Regions from separate parts of the Pan troglodytes genome. Here region 2 is linked to region 1. Evidence: chromatin contacts called from public capture Hi-C data. All regions are on one chromosome and are shown on one strand. The core of a region is the stretch at or near the end of the contact, and the rest is flanking DNA. Distances in the headings are between cores, read along the strand shown. Region 1 has its middle 8.7 kb from the start of NAGLU. Region 2 overlaps STAT3 (signal transducer and activator of transcription 3).

The links. Capture Hi-C pulls out chosen DNA fragments and counts their contacts.
Region 2: a capture Hi-C map of stem cell-derived neural stem cells shows a contact between it and region 1, with 7 times the contacts expected there. The contact joins two enhancer-like sites. A contact is called at or near these places in 3 of 7 Hi-C or Micro-C datasets (blood, a lymphoblastoid cell line and stem cell-derived neural progenitor cells), 1 of 1 datasets of contacts at active chromatin or transcription factors (stem cell-derived excitatory neurons) and 1 of 1 other capture datasets (stem cell-derived neural stem cells).

What each region holds. Positions count from the first base shown.
Region 1 is chr19:25,614,369-25,618,847 of NHGRI_mPanTro3-v2.0_pri, reverse strand. No RefSeq gene overlaps it. Among named protein-coding and RNA genes, the nearest start is that of NAGLU, 8.7 kb to the right of the region's middle. Within about 2 kb of position 2,202, at least 3 of the 24 cell types and tissues checked have an H3K27ac peak or open chromatin away from gene starts, as enhancers often do. A contact at or near this core is called in stem cell-derived neural progenitor cells and stem cell-derived neural stem cells, where this site is marked.
Region 2 is chr19:25,814,558-25,819,283 of NHGRI_mPanTro3-v2.0_pri, reverse strand. STAT3 (signal transducer and activator of transcription 3) reads right to left here. Exons shown (of 24, transcript XM_001165480.8): 12 at 4,061-4,090; 13 at 3,868-3,961; 14 at 3,724-3,771; 15 at 432-515. Among named protein-coding and RNA genes, the nearest start is that of STAT5A, 39 kb to the left of the region's middle. Within about 2 kb of position 3,448, at least 12 of the 24 cell types and tissues checked have an H3K27ac peak or open chromatin away from gene starts, as enhancers often do. A contact at or near this core is called in stem cell-derived neural progenitor cells and stem cell-derived neural stem cells, where this site is marked.

The DNA of each region.
Region 1 (4,479 bases), core at 953-3,452:
GCAGCATTATTCATAATAGCCCCAAAATGGAAACAGCCCGGTGTCCACCAGCTGATAAATGGATCCATAAAAGGTGGGATGGGCATGATGGATATTATTCTACAATTAACAAGAATGAGGTACTGATGCATGCTACAACATGAATGGACCTCAAAAACCAGCCACAGAAGACCAACAATTTATGATTCCGTGTATCTGGAATGTCTAGAATAGACAAACCCATAGACACAGATTTGGTGGATACCAGGAGCTGGCTGCCAGATGGGGCTGGGGAGAGAGTTACGATGGGGAGTGACTCCCAAGGAGTATGGAGTTTCTTTTTGAATGATGAAAATGTAAAGTTAGGCTGCTGATGGCTGCAAAATTATGTGAATATACTAAAACCCATTGAATTGTACACTTTACATTGGTAAATTTTTTTTTTGAGATGGAGTCTTGCTCTGTTGCCCAGGCTGGAGTACAGTGGCACAATCTTGGCTCACTGCAACCTCTGCCTCCCAAGTTCAAAGGATTCTCCCACCTCAGCCTCCTGAGTAGCCAGGATTACAGGCACGCACCACCACACCTGGCTAATTTTTTTTTTTTCCTGAGATGGAGTTTCACTCTTGTTGCCCAGGCTGGAGTGCAATGGCACGATCTTCACTCACTGCAACCTCTGCCTCCCGGGTTCAAGCGATTCTCCTGCCTCAGCCTCCTGAGTAGTTGGGATTATTGGCATGGGGCACCACACCCTAATTTTTGTATTTTTAGTAGAGACGGGGTTTGGCCATGTTGGCCAGGCTGGTCTCGAACTCCTGACCTCACGTGATCTGCCCGCCTTGGCCTTCCAAAGTGCTGGGATTACAGGCGTGAGCCACCGCGCCCAGCCTTACATTAGTAAATTTTATGGCATATAATCTGAATAAAGTGGGAGTGGCCTAGGACTTCCTTGGGAAGAAATTCCTCCCATGTCTCTCTGATGAACTGGGAGGAAGCAGGGCCAGTGAGTCCTTGGCTAGACTGAGTTCTCAGAATCTAGTGGCCTTGGGCTGCTTCCAGCTAAAGATGGGCTGACCAAGACTGAGCTGTGGAGTGTGCAGGAAGTCCCAGAGCCCTGTGGTAGGGGGTGGGGAACAGGATGGCTGCATCCACTTGTTCCTGGGGTTTTTATTGTTTTTGTTTTGTTTTGCTTGGTTTTGTTTTGTTTGAGACGGAGTTTTGCTCTTGTTGCCCAGGCTGGAGTCCAACAGTGCGACCTTGGCTCACTGCAACCTCTGCCTTCCGGGTTCAAGCGATTCTCTTGCCTCAGCCTCCCAAGTTGCTGGGACTACAGGCGCCTGCCACCAAGCCCGGCTAATTTCTTGTATTTTTAGTAGAGATGGGATTTCGCCACGTTGGCCAGGCTGGTCTGTAACTCCTGACCTCAAGTGATCCACCCACCTTGGCCTCCCAAGTGCTGGGATTACAGGCGTGAGCCACTGCGCCTGGCCATTTGCTTCTGTTTTTTTTGTTGTTGTTTGTCTGTTTTTTGTTTTTTGTTTTTTTGAGACAGAGTCTCGCTCTGACACCCAGTCTGGAGTGCAGTGGCGCAATGTCAGCTCACTGCAAGCTCCGCCTCCCGGGTTCATGCCATTCTCCTGCCTCAGCCTCCTGAGTAGCTGGGACTACAGGCGCCCGCCACCACGCCTGGCTAATTTTTTGTATTTTTAGTAGAGACGGGGTTTCACCGTGTTAGCCAGGATGGTCTCGATCTCCTGACCTCGTGATCCGCCCGCCTTGGCCTCCCAAAGTGCTGGGATTGCAGGCATGAGCCACCGCGCCCGGCTGCTCCTGTTTTTAAGAGATGTGCCTTTACCCTGATCCCCCTCTTGTGGAACCCCAGGACCCCAGACATCTGTCTGATGAGTCTGTGCCCCGGTCCAGGAAATGCCCCTCATCTTGAGGTCCTAGAACCAGTGTGGGAGAGGGTGGCCTTGGCATGCTTGGCCTGGGGAGTCCCAAGCTTTGTAGAGATAGGGGACAAGTCTATCACCACCTTCACTGGATGGGACTGTACTTCTTTCTGCCCCAGGAACCTTGGGTAGAGGGGGCATTGGACCTCAAAGCCAGCTGGCAGCCTCAGCATTTCAGATCAAAGTGGCCTGCCTCTTCAACGTCTCAGCCTACCCAAGGCATGTCCTAGGTGTAGGCTGCTCTCTGGTGGCCAGATAGGGAAGTACTCATTCATCCTTTGGCAAGGTGGGCCGGGATCTGAGCTGGGCTGTGTGATAGGCAGGCAACTGGATTAGACGGGCAGAGACGAAGCAATCCTGGGGTATTCTGGAGCACATGAGCAGAGGGGTAGGCTAGCCAGGAGCAAAAGATGAGATGGGCTGGAGAGCACGCAGAGAGCCCAGCCAACTTGCTTCACACACACTACTGGAAAAGTAATGAGTTGTGTCACAACTCAGGCTAGGCGCAGTGGCTCATGCCTGTAATACCAGCACTTTGGGAGGCCAAGGCGGGTGGATCACCTGAGGTCAGGAGTTCAAGACCAGCCTGGCGAAACCCCGTCTCTACTAAAAATACAAAAATTAGCCAGGCAAAACCCCGTCTCTACTAAAAATACAAAAATTAGCCAGCCAATGCATGACAGTAGTCCCAGCTACTCTGGAGGCTGAGACAGGAGATGGCGCCACTGCACTCCAGCCATGGGGGACAGAGCCAGACTCCATCTCAAAAAAAAAAAAAAAAAAAAGGCGATCAAACAGTACTAAAGGGCCTATTATCAAATAAATAAATAAATAAATAAATAAATAAAGGCTTTCACTCACAGTGTGACTCTCCCCCTCCCTCCCACAACCACTGTTTACAGAGCCTTAAAAAAAAAGCAAACAAACAGATGATAATGTGTTATCTTGCTCTGTCACTCTGTGGCCTGGCCTGCAGTGCTGTGGTGCCATCTGGACTCACTGCAGCCTCGACCTCCCAGGCTCAAGCGATCCTCCCCTCTCGACCTCCCTAGTAGCTGAGACCACAGGTGCATGCCACCATGCCGGGCTAATCTTTGTATTTTTTGTAGAGAAGGGGTTTTGCCATGTTGCCTAGGCTGGTCTCGGACTCCTAGATTCAAGTGATCCGCCTGCCTCAACCTCCTAGGATCAGGGGCCGCCGCAACGGGCTAGACTTTTTTTTTTTTTTTTAAGTCGGGGTCTTGCTTTGTTGCTGCCGAGACCAGCTGGGTCAGAGAGACCGTAACCCAGCGGCGCTAGAGGAATTAAAGACACACATACAGAAATATAGAGGTGTGAAGTGGGAAATCAGGGGTCTCACAGCCTTCAGAGCTGAGATCCCTGAACAGAGATTTACCCACATATTTATTAACAGCAAGCCAGTCATTAGCATTGTTTCTATAGATATTAAATTAACTAAAAGTATCCTTTATGGGAAACGAAGGGATGGGCAATTAAAGGAATAGGTTGGGCTAGTTAACTGCAGCAGGAGCATGTCCTTAAGGCACAGATCGTTCATGCTATTGTTTATGGCTTAAGAATGCCTTTAAGCAGTTTTCCACCCTGGGCAGGCCACGTGTTCCTTGCCCTCATTCTGGTAAACTGACAGCCTTCCAGCGTGGGCGTTATGTCCATCCTGAACATGTCAAGTGCTGCAGAGATTTTGTTTATGGCCAGTTTTGGGGCCGGTTTATGGCCTGATTTTGGGGGGCTTGTTCCCAACAGTTGCCTGGCTTGGAGTGCAGTGGTGTGATCATGGCTCACTGCAGCCTCAAACCCCTGGGCTCAAGCCATCCTCCCACCTCAGCCTACTGAGGAGCTAGCTGGGACCACAAACACAGGCCTCTGTGCCCAGATGATTTTTGTAGAGACAGGGTTTTTCCATGTTACCCAGGCTGGTCTCAAACTCCTGGACTCAAGTGTTCCACCTGCCTCAGCCTCCCTAAGTGCTGTGACTACAGGTGTGAGCCACCACATCTAGCACACCTAGTGCAGTCCTTCTAGAGACTGGGCCACTCCCAGCCCCGGAGCAACCTTACTTAAGCCCTCCCCGATCAGATAGGCAGCCTGACAAGTTGCATTTCCTGGGGAAGAGCAGCAAGAACCCTGCTCTGGGAGTCAGGAGTTCCCGATTCTAGCCCAGAGCTGCTTTCCTTACTAGTTATTGATCTTGCCCAACTCACTTCCTGTCTCTGGCTCTGTTTCCCAATCTGTAAAATTGTTACTGGAAAGGGGTCCCAATCTAGACCCAAAGAAAGGTGAGGAGAGCAAAAGTCACCCCCCCAAGACAAAAAGTTCTTATCTGAGCAATTTAGATAAGGAGCAATCCACCAGGCGCAGTGGCTCACACCTGTAATCCCAGCACCTTGGGAGGCCGAGGCGGGTGGATCACGAGGTTAGGAGATCGAGACCATCCTGGCTAACATGGTGAAACCTCGTCTCTACTAAAAATACAAAAAATTAGCTGGGCGTGGTGGCGGGGCGCCTGTAGTCCCAGCTACTCGGGAGG
Region 2 (4,726 bases), core at 2,199-4,698, 200 kb before region 1:
TCCCGAGTAGCTGGGATTATAGGCGTCCGCCACCACACCCAGCTAATTTTTGTATTTTTAGTAGAGACGGGGTTTCGTCATGTTGGCCAGGCTGGTCTCGAACTCCTGACCTCGTGATCCACCCGCCTCAGCCTCCCAAAGTGCTGGGATTACAGGCGTGAGCCACCACGCCCGGCCAATCAATTTCTAAATAGAGATTTTCATATCAAGTTTGCTGAAAGCTGAATATACACACATCTTCTAAGCACTCAAGCAAGACTTTATTGCCAGATGGGATGCCAAGGATTTTTTTGGAGAAAAGTAAGCAAAAATAAACACAGTGTTAAGCAAACAGTAATCATTCCACCTTCTCTTGTAAAAATCCCAGTGGAAGTTTTTGTCCTGAGTCACCCCTGTACGTAGCCTCTCACCGATTCTGCTGCAGAACTTACCTCTAGGTCAATCTTGAGGCCTTGGTGATACACCTCGGTCTCAAAGGTGATCAGGTGCAGCTCCTCAGTCACAATCAGGGAAGCCTACAGTAACAAGAAGGACACTCTTAGGCCAGGTGTGGTGGCTCATGCCTGTAATCCCAGCACTTTGGGAGGCCAAGGCAGGAGGATTGCCTGAGCCCAGGAGTTCGAGACCAGTCTAAGCAGCACAGCAAAACTCCATCTCTGCAAAAAATACAAAAATTAGCTGGGTGTGGTGGTGCACACCTATAGCCCCAGCTACTCGAGAGGCTGAGGTGGGAGGATGGCTTGAGCCTAGGAGATGGAGGCTGCAGCGAGCTATGATTGTGCCACTGCACTCTAGCTGGGGTGACAGAGTGAGACCCTGTCTTAAAAAAAATTAAATAAAAAAAAATTAAAAGGCTGAGCGTGATGGCTCACACCTACAATCCCAGCACTTTGGGAGGCCAAGGCAGGTGGATCACATGGTCAGGAGTTCAAGACCAGCCTGGCCAATAATTTGGTGAAACCCCGTTTCTACTAAGAATACAAAAATTAGCTGGGCGTGGTAGTGGGTGCCTGTAGTCCCAGCTACTCAGGAGGCTGAGGCAGGAGAATCGCTTGAACCCAGGAGGCAGAGGATGCAGTGAGCTGAGATCACGCCACTGCACTCCAGCCTGGGTGACAGAGTGAGACTCTGTCTCAATCAATCAGTCAATCAATAAAAAAGAGAAGGACGCTTTTCCTCAGAGAGAATGGCATTCAGTACTAACAGCCACAGCCAAGGAAAGTGACATGCCAAGCCTCACCACACCAAGAAGGGTAAGCCACCAGGTGGTCACAAACAAACTGGCAGGGACACAACTTGCTCGGCACTTACTCTCTTCAACACCAAGAACTTCCAATGCTGTGATCCTCAACCTAATCCTTTACTCAGTTTGTATTATAATATTACATAGATCCAATTGGTTATTTGTAAAATACGTAAGGCACAAAGAATAACAAAACAATATGAACCCACCATTCAATTTAAGGAAAAGTCCATCACTCCTAAAATTCTCTGGGTGCCCTTCCCCAACCCCATCCCCTTCCCTCCTCCCTCAGAAATAACTGCTATTTTGTCTTTTGGGTTTATCATTTCCTAGCCCTTTTTGTTTTGTTTTGTTACAGTTTTACCATATTTGTTTATCTAAGCAATGCAGGTATTGTTTAGTTTGGGACGTTTGTGAACCTTACACATATGGACTCCAATGAATTCTTTTGGGATTCACTTTTCACTTGATGTGAAATGAATCCACATGGTTATGTGTATCTGCAGTGTATTCCTTTTCACAGCTGCGGAGTATTCCATTGTGTCTATACCACAAATAATGTATTCATTCTAATGTTGATGGGTATTTATTTGGGTTGCATTTAGAACTTATAATCAGGCTGATGTCCACTTTATACATGTCTCCTGGGACATATATGCAAAGATTTCTCTGCTATTAAATCCTGGGAATGGCACCGTTGGTTTACAGGTATGTTCATTTTTATACTGCCAAATTGTTTTCCAAACTGACTATAACAATGTCTCACATCAGTATAGCAACCTTATTTTAAGTAAGAGTTGTCAATGAATTCTCAAAAATTGAATTCTAGTCTGGGCACAGCGGCTCATGCCTGTAATCCCAGCACTTTCGGAGGCCGAGATGGGTGGATCACGAGGTCAGGAGTTCAAGACCAGCCTGACCAATATGGTGAAACCCTGTCTCTACTAAAAATGCAAAAATTAGCCAGGCGTGGTGGCATGCACCTATCGTCCCAGCTACTTGGGAGGCTGAGACAGGAGAATCGCTTGAACCTAGGAGGCAGAGGTTGCAGTGAGCTGAGATCGCACCACTGCAATCCGATAGAACGAGACTCCGACTCAAAAAAAAAAAAAGAAAAAAGAAAAAAGAAATTGAATTATAATTCATTTTTAATACTATTTTTCTGATAATAAAGGAAATATATTCAGTTTAAAATGCAAATATCACAGAGACAGTCTAGAATAGCCATGGATACCAGCAGCAGCACTAATGCACATAGCACTGCTGGTATATTCCTCCAGAATTTCTTAATATACATATGAATACACATAAGAGTATAGTGTATTTTTAAAACACATATACTAATAATACTATTCAAATTATTTTACATTTTGCTTTTTCTAAATATGTCATGTACATTTTTGCATATCATTGCATACAGGCTACTTCACTCTACTGTCAAGTAAAATTCCACATTTTTTAAAAGGACTGCTACATTTTATTTTATTTATTTTTTTGAGACAGAGTTTCACTCTGTTGCCCAGGCTAGAGTGCAGTGGCAAAATCTTGGCTCACTGCAAGCTCCACCTCTCAGGTTCAAGCGATTCTCATGCCTCAGCCTCCCCAGTAACTGGGACTACAGGCGTGCACCACCACACCCAGCTAATTTTTGTATCTTTAGTAGAGACGGGCTTTCACCATGTTGGCCAGGCTGGTCTTGAACTCCTGACCTCAAGTGACCAGCCTGCCTTGGCATCCCAAAGTATGGGGTGTGAGCCAGCACGCCCAGCTAGGACTGCTACATTTTAAAGAGGAAGAATTGTTCAGGGGACAAATGTAAGAAAAAGAACGGGGCATCATAATTTTTAAAAATGACTGAAAACTAGCTTTCCGTCACATTTACCTTTTTTCGTTTGTTTGTTTAAAGTTTATTCTTGACAATAAGAATCCAATAATCTGAATCAATGAAAAGCAGAAAATAACGGGGATAAAGAACAAGATGGGTTTTTGTTTGTTCATTTTATTTTATGTACTCTTTTCCTAAGCAAGCTAATGCAAGGTGGTCATTTATTTTAAAGTTTAACTCAAATCTGTTGCTTTTACACCCTCTATCCCACCTCAGTGGGAGAGAAAAACAGGGCACTAAAAATGGAGCCAAGCAGGGTCAGCTGCAGGAGCTGGATGGGGAATTTGGAAAGCCCCAGGCAAGGTGGAAAGCTGCTTTATACCACATGGGTGTGGAGAACAACTCAGCAAGGGACTTTCCACTTCTCCTTAAGGAGGAGCCAACTCCCAGATATTCACGGAAATGTTCCAAGCCAGAGAGCTCCATGGCACATGGAACTTCTGTTCATGTCACTTTGGCCTGAAGTGACTTTTTGGAATAACTACAGCTGAAAGAACAGGTTGATGTTTCTAATTCTGGGGATTAAGAAGGATCTTTACCCCTCTCTCCCTCAAGGAAAACACCCCAGTTGTCTTTCATCCCCAACAAAACTTACATCACAATTGGCTCGGCCCCCATTCCCACATCTCTGCTCCCTCAGGGTCTGTAAGAAAAGAAAAAGGCAGGTGTCCTGTGAGGCTCTCCCCAGCCCTCTCCCGCAGCCAGAGGCCCTTTGTGAAGGGGAGCTCCTCCCACATACCAAGTGTTTGAATTCTGCAGAGAGGCTGCCGTTGTTGGATTCTTCCATGTTCATCACTTTTGTGTTTGTGCCCAGAATGTTAAATTTCCGGGATCTGAATCACAGGGGAACAATCAACTATGTAGGTGACCAAGTAGCCGGAGGATGAAGTTAGGTTAAACGGAACAAAAGGAAGCCTCTAGGCTGAACTTACCCTCTGAGAGCTGCAACGTCCCCAGAGTCTCTGTAAGAACACAGACTGTTGTTAATAAAATAGGCTCTGTGTTTCTTCAAAAAGCCTACTTTGACCACCTGTTATTTACTGTCATGAAAAAACCTCTGTGCTCCTGGGCATTTCTTTAAACTATTCCGTTACAGTTGATCAGCGCAACATAACACCTCTGCGTAGCAGGCACAGTTGGTTGCCTCCCCATAGGAAGGGGAACCTATGTTTCATATTGCATATGTACTTATTAAACCTACCACCTTCGTCAACTCCCTTATTTCATTATTTTCCAGTGCATTCTCATGAAATTTCCACATAATTACATCAACTAAAAATAAGAATGCATTTTATCTTTTCTTTTTCTTTTTCTTTTTTTTTTTTTTTTTTTGAGATAGTTTCGCTCTTATTGCCCAGGCTGGAGTGCAATGGTGCGATCTCGGCTCACCACAACCTCCACCTCCTGAGTTCAAGTGATTCTCCTGCCTCAGCCTCCCGTGTAGCTGGGATTACAGGCATGCGCCAACACACCTGGCTAATTTTGTATTTTTAGTAGAGACAAGGTTTCTCCATGTTGGTCGGGCTGGTTTCGAACTCTCGACCTCAGGTGATCTGCCCACCTCAGCCTCCCAAAGTGCTGAGATTACAGGCGTGAGC